Linked DNA regions of Mus musculus: region 1 is linked to region 2. A link is a contact called in public Hi-C data. All regions are on one chromosome and are shown on one strand. The core of a region is the stretch at or near the end of the contact, and the rest is flanking DNA. Distances in the headings are between cores, read along the strand shown. Region 1 overlaps Bcl11b (B cell leukemia/lymphoma 11B). Region 2 has its middle 17 kb from the start of 4930465M20Rik.

Evidence for each region. A called contact is a pair of places that touch in the nucleus more often than the background predicts.
Region 1: a contact with region 2 is called in a Hi-C map of embryonic fibroblasts, with 2.1 times the contacts expected there. The contact joins two enhancer-like sites. A contact is called at or near these places in 3 of 484 Hi-C or Micro-C datasets (adipose-derived mesenchymal stem cells, embryonic fibroblasts and nephron progenitors) and 2 of 115 datasets of contacts at active chromatin or transcription factors (embryonic stem cells and pancreatic cancer cells).

Annotation. Positions count from the first base shown.
Region 1 is chr12:107,950,695-107,953,973 of GRCm38.p6, reverse strand. All of the region lies in intron 3 of Bcl11b (B cell leukemia/lymphoma 11B), which reads left to right. Among named protein-coding and RNA genes, the nearest start is that of Bcl11b, 51 kb to the left of the region's middle. Within about 2 kb of position 1,518, at least 62 of the 459 cell types and tissues checked have an H3K27ac peak or open chromatin away from gene starts, as enhancers often do. A contact at or near this core is called in embryonic fibroblasts, where this site is marked.
Region 2 is chr12:107,751,077-107,754,450 of GRCm38.p6, reverse strand. No RefSeq gene overlaps it. Among named protein-coding and RNA genes, the nearest start is that of 4930465M20Rik, 17 kb to the right of the region's middle. Within about 2 kb of position 2,065, at least 64 of the 459 cell types and tissues checked have an H3K27ac peak or open chromatin away from gene starts, as enhancers often do. A contact at or near this core is called in embryonic fibroblasts, where this site is marked.

The DNA of each region.
Region 1 (3,279 bases), core at 269-2,768, 200 kb before region 2:
TCTATGGCTGATGGCGGCTGGGGACATCCTGGTTTCACCTGGACAGGTAGCTGTGGCACTGGCCAATTGGTAGCTGGCTAAGCTCGGGTTTGGGCAAGGGAGAGCTTGTGGTGAGACTAGCCTGGCCTGCTACCTCAGCAGACCTGCAGGAGAGATGAGGGCTTGAGGGAAAAGTGTTCCAAGCCTTCTTATGGGGAGCCAAACATTGCCTCATGTCATCTCCCGTTTTTCCCACTGCCTCTGCCAGGGTCAATGGGCCTGGCACAATGTCTGTAATAAAGAGCTCTGTGTGTGTGTGTCTGTGTGTGTGTTTGAATCTCTGTGTGCCTGTTAACGCGCGTTTATGTTGGTGTTTGTTGTTTGTAGGTATACTTTGAGAGTATGCTCTTAGGAGGTAGCACCTACCGAGGCCCCTCCTACCTTTCTGTCTGGTACTGGATGTCTTTGGTACAGGCGTGTACCGACATGGCCGGGCTTAGCATTGCAGCCTGCTGTGACCTTGGTGTGAGTGTGTCTCTGAAGATAGATTTTCTTCCCCGTGCTTGCTGGGGAACTCACTGTACCGAGGCCAAGACATCATGGTCAGTTCAGAGTGTGGCCACCCATGAGCGTGCATAGGGAGACCAAAGGCTTTGAAGTGGATGTTGGGTTCTCACCCTGGCTGTGACGAGCTGTGATTGCGGGTGGGTGAGCCAGGCTGTTTCCTCATCTGAAACTTAGGAACAGTGCCAACCAAGTGTTCCAGTCAGGCACGACAATAGGACACATGCTTACCACGGGTTTTACGCTGGCACTCCTAGCCTGTCTCTGAGAGGAAGGCAGTGCCATCATTCCCACTTTACAGATGGGGAGACTGAGGCACAGAGACTCCAGAAATGTTCCCGTTGAGTCTTTCCCAGTTGTGATACACTCCCTGCCTCAAGCAGCAGCCGGCTTTGTGTCACTGTTACATTTTATTGTTGTTATAACTGTAATTATCATACCCAAGATCGTTACGGCAGCCGTTTCCTGGGTGGAGATATTCCTCTCGCTGCCCCAGCCAACCTTGACTTCTAGCCATGTTCTTCCTTTCTGGGCATCTCGTCTTTCATCCACGGACTCCTTCTGCTGTTGTTCCCGACGCATGTTCATTTGAGGTCTCCGTCTTTCTGCTCTAATTGAGATAATGAACACAGTCCTCCACCCCCAGAATGGGAGCAGAAAGTCAAGTGCAAAGTGACGGTTGCCATTTGCTGACCTCCCCTTTCTTTCTCTCTTAGTACGCGTCTCTTTACGAAGGGATTGGCTGGATGCAAACAGCTCATAACCTATGGATTTATGGAGACAGCGAGAGCTGGCTTTATAAGCTCGGATACCTGCAGTCAGCGTCCTGTCTCTTTAAGCCGAGGCTCCGACTTGCCGTGGTATTTTACAGTGCCTGGTTTCATTTATGCTGGAGCCAGACTTACTATGTGAGCGTCGTCCGCATGCTGGAATTAGTCTTAAGCTTGCTTCTGTGGCGTTGCCAAATTCCATGTTTGTGTTTTATTTAGAATTCTTTTCACGGCCAGCCGATTCTGTGCCGGCACACACAGGCACTGTTGCGCCCCATGGAGAAAATAAGCAAGCTTGCGTTTTCTTTGGCAGAGGCCGCGGCCACAATAGACTGTGGTCTCTGAAACATTTTTTAAAAGCTATTTTAACCCATAACAGATGCATAAAGTCGGCTCAGGCATGCCAGTTTTCTTAGTTTTAATTAAAAAATAATTACAGTCTAATGGGATGTTAGTGACACATTTGGATGAATGGTCGGTGACATTATCTGCAACTTATAAATTAGTGCCTCTCCCTTGGCTGGGGCAGGGCTGGGGAAGATTTGGGGAGGTACATTTGCATATCTGTTCTTAATTGCAGGGTGGGAGATGGGAGAGTAGCATCCCTGGGTTGGAGACTTAGGGGCAGGGACAGAGACCTTGGTCAGTGGCTCTGAAACCCAGCATGTGTGACACAGGCATCTGGTAATATTCTTCAAGCTCCATCTGACAGAACTCACCTGCAAAGTCCTCACATATGGAGATGGGGTGCCTGGGATATCCTCTCTCCTTCAAGATGGCAGGAAATACCAACTAGGACCTGCTGGGAAGGACGAGGGACAGAAAATATAACAGCCTATTGCCGGGGGGGGGGGGGGAGGGGGGACAGACAGAGGCTGGTGGGAAGCTTGTAGCCCACACAGCCCAGCTTCAGATGTTTTGGGAACCTTGTCACTCATTCGAGTCCCAGGGAAGGGAGGTAGGTTTGAAGTTTGTGGGTTCTGGGGTCTCTACAGATACCGGCTGGGAACAGTCGGGGTGGGACTTGCATTGCTTCTGGCGATGGGGCAGCTAATTTATGAACCCCTGGTTCCCTACCCTCTCTTTGGGATCTAAGAGTCAGAGTCGGAGGGGCCCGTGTCCTGGGCTCAGCCTCTCTGTGGGTGCTGTTCCTGCTTATCCTGCCCTCCTGGATGGAACAGTTCCCGGCAGCTACAGTGTGTAGCTTGTCTCTCTCCAGTAGTTGTGGGGAGCTGTGTCATCCTACCCTGGGAGATCAGGAAGGTTCCCTTTATCTGTGCCTTTGTGCCTGGCCCTGTAGGCTGCTTCTTTGGCGACAATTCCAGGGGCCCCTGTGCTTCATTACCAGGCTTCTTTCATAGGTACCACCCGATGTGTTCTAAGGGGGGGGGGGCAGGACTTGCCCCAGGCCACTGGGCTGAGCCAGGACCTGCCTGCCTGACCTAACTCCTCACTTTCCCATTGAAAACTGCACGGAGCCACACCCTGTGGCTCCCAACAAGGTCGAGAAGACTGGCTCGGAGTCTTTATTTTTACTTTCCGGGTGGTGGAGGGGGGCGTGGTGTTAGTGTCGCTGGTGGCTCTTCCTGTTGTCCGGGGTCTAAAATGAGTGTTTCTTAGACAATGTTTTCCCGAGCCCAAATTCCTCCCGAGTAAAATTAAGTTCTTCTATTAAAAGCGTGAGTCACACCAGCCCAGATGAGAGTGGTTTTGACGTTCCTCGAATTTTTTTGGAAGGGAAACATCACATTCATGCTAATCCTTGCAATTAAACCTCATCGCTGGGTAATCCGCCAGACGCTTGGTAACCTAGCCCTCTGCCGTCCGTCCGCGTACGGTGCCTTTCTCTCCTTTGCTGTTGCCTGCCCAGAGTTTCTTCCTCTGTTCTGGGCTCATCAGATTCCCCGAGCATGGTCTTGGGTATCTAATTGCCACAGATGATTAATGTGTGGTTGATAAGGCTCCA
Region 2 (3,374 bases), core at 816-3,315:
TCTTGACTCCCAAGCTCCTGGACATTGGGTCATTTGCTTCTTCACACACTAATTTGCTAGTCTCGGAGGGAATTTGTGAATCAATGAAATAAAGTGAATGAATGAGTTCATTCAAGCAGTAGCTACTGGTGATCCCCCCCCCCCCTTCCCCCGTCAGACACTTCAAATATCTTGATAAGATTTTTCTCTTCTAGCTCTGGAGATTGAACATAGGACCTTGTGTGTGCTAAGCAAGCACTCCATCACGGAGCTGCATCCCCAGCCCAATACTTAGCTGAAGAGCAGCCTCTGGGCTTTGGAAACAGAATGCAGTAAAGGAGAAAGTGACTTATTCTTATGCGGGTATGGAGGCGAGCAACCCAGCTGGTGGAAGGCTCTTCTCGAAGGGTGGACCCAGCCACAGACTAAATCTCACCTTGCCTCTGGAAGCAGGCTGATAGACTCACCATGTTCTACCAAAAGCCACTCTCTGCTATATCTGCTGCACAGGGGTGATGGCCTGGTTGGGGAGCATTCGTGAATGGGCTGAAGAGAAGAGAGAATTCCTAGGTCTCTGGGGAATGCTGGGGTTCTCATTTACCAAAAGGGAAGCATGGTGTGTCCCATCTCATAGACACAAAGCTGATGTTTATAGAGGCAAAGGGTTAAATGGGCAGCAAAGCTGGAGGGGGACAGGACACTAAGGTGTCCCCTCCCTCCCCTGCATGGCTTGGGGCTGGACCTTTCTCGCCTCTGCGTCTCAGTCTGCCTGATTAGAGAGCAGGGGTAGTGATGGCCTACCTGCTTCCTGTCCTGGTCGTAACGATTACACTGCTGTATCCTTCCCGTGTGCAGATCTGTATAGCACAAGCTGGCCAGCAGTTAGCCTGTGTTACTATTACCACTGGTCCCAAGAGAGCTTGGACTACAGACCCAAACCCTCAGATCCTGTTGCAAAGGCATGCTGACTGGCCCAGGGAGCTAGCTTTTCAGCCAGCCTAAACTGTCTTTCGAGACTCTGTTGAGATGGTTAAAGACAAAAGCAGGGAATCTTGATGCTGAAAAAAGAGAGGGGCAGGGGACGAGGGGAGCGGGGGCTTTTGGAACTTTCTGTGGAGCTTCTTTGGAAATGCTGGCCTGGCACCCATTGTCCCTCTTGCCTCATCTGCTTGGGCATTGCAACATCTGACATGTCAAGGAACACAGTGCTGTCCTGGGAGAGCAGCCTGAGTCGTGGGAACCCGGGACGGGAGCGTCCAGCAGTTGGGGCAGGGCCTGGATGGTGGGGCCACAGTTAGTCAGGGGCCTGGCAAGGGAAACCCTGGTTGTGCAAGCACAGCTCTGACAGGAGTGTCCCTGGCCTCTGTGGAGACAGGACTCTCCCGTGTGCCTCAGGGAAGCAGGAACTGTTGCTTTGCCTGTGAAGGGGCACCAGGCTCAGCGAGGAATTTGGGGGCCTCTAAGCAGAAGGGGAGACTTGGACAAACCACCCTCATTCTGTTTCTTTCTCAGCTTTCTGAATGAACCTGGGCTAGTTAACCAAGTCTGGCAAGTGATCAGAGGGGCTTTCCACCCATCGTGCATCTCAGCTTACTATCTGACCAAGCCTGGAGGCCAGTGGGGCCCAGTGGCTGAAATGAGAGGAATGAATAGATGCATACGTTATCAGTTGGCTCCGCCCCCCGTGCAACCCACAGAAAGCAGACCGGATTTCTGTGTGAAGCTGAACTATGGGGCAGAGTCACATTCAAACACAGGTGCTTATTGCACGCTGCCTCCCCCTCTCCCCCATCCAGAGTGCAGATCATCCCAGAGAGGAAGAGTCAGAGGATCGGGGCAAACCAATTACAGGCCTTTGTATATTTAGCTTTTCACACCGAAAATGCTTGCGGGGGGAGGGAGATCCTTTGAAATCAGGAACATCTTGTTGGGTAGTGTTGATGTTGTTTTTGGAGGCAGGGCCTGGCTGGCTACGGCAGCCAGAGATGCCGTACAAAGGGCATATTACCAGTATACAAGGTTATGCCTAATTACCTGAGATAGCCTCTTCCACTGGGTGAAAATCAGTTGTCATCAGTCCGGGATTAATTACAGCCAAGGCGGGTTTTCAGCTCATGACTCAGGGCTGACTCAATACTGGGGCAGAAGCTTTCCATGGCCTGGAGCTGAGGTCCCCCCTCTTTTTTTTCCTGGAAACGCCTAAGCTGGCTGCCAAACTCCTGGACAACAGCTTCAACCTTTTCTGGGAGGCCCTACGCCCCTAGTTAAGCTCTTGTTTCTGTGCTGCTCATGGGGGGCGGAATGGGGGCTGTGGCTAGCTTGCTTTCAGCACCCTCACCCCATACTCCCCCAACCCCCCCCACTACTCCACAGGGAGGCAGTTGTCTGCTTCTCTTGCAGCGTGGGAAGAAAACTGAGTCTCTGCTTTGGAACAGTGGAGGAAGGATTTGCACCCAGCGCTTCCTGACTTTGAAGTTGATATATATATATATATGTGTGTGTGTGTATATATATATATATATATGCATGTATATATGCACATCTCAGGTTTAAAAACATGTGAGGGAACTTTTCCCAGTCTGGTTGAGATGACAAGTTTGGTTTTCCCGGTCTGGAATCCACAGTGCCTTTCTGGATAGAGTGAGGTGAGAGTCACATTGAGTTGGCACCGATGGTATACAAAATGGTACCAGATAACAATCTTCTACTGCCCACCAGGTGGCAGGGATGGCAGAGGGTGACCCTCCGGACTTTGAACAACTCTCAAAGAGAGAGCAAAATCTAACCCAAGGGAAGATGTCCTAGAGTGAAGGGCCACCACTGTGAATGTAGCACCGTCCTCAAGGACACCAGAGGGTGGATGTGAGCTCAGCAGGCCTCCCTTGGGACCAGGGGCCGTTTACACCAGTGTGTATGTGTGTGGGAGATTTATTACCTAGTGGGTATTAGGGCCAAATTGAGCCTGTGAATTAGATCGGGAGAGATCCCAGTAGGGAGCCTGGAAGTAGCCGCTAAGACATCTCCTTTTGGGTGAGAGTAGAAGTCCTGGCTTTCGGCCTTCCACCTTTTCTGATGGGGAGATGGAGTTGTAAAGAACACTAGTACACCTTGTTCACTGTTGTCCAGCTTGGCGTGCAGGATGATGCTTTAGCTCCGAGCCAAGGCTTCTGGCCAAGGCTGCGACCCGTGCCTCCCTGGCAATGACTCTGAAGGCACATGGAGAGAGTTCCATGGTCAGGAATCCCATGGGCAGGTAGCCCATGTTTGCAGGGCAAAGAGCTGAGTGGTTGGGGAAGAATGGATTCAGTTTTTCCCAACTCCCAAATGACCTGCCTCCCTCCCCTCCTCTGACCCCACCCTTCTCCTCCTCCTTCCTGACTCCCGTCGTCTACTTT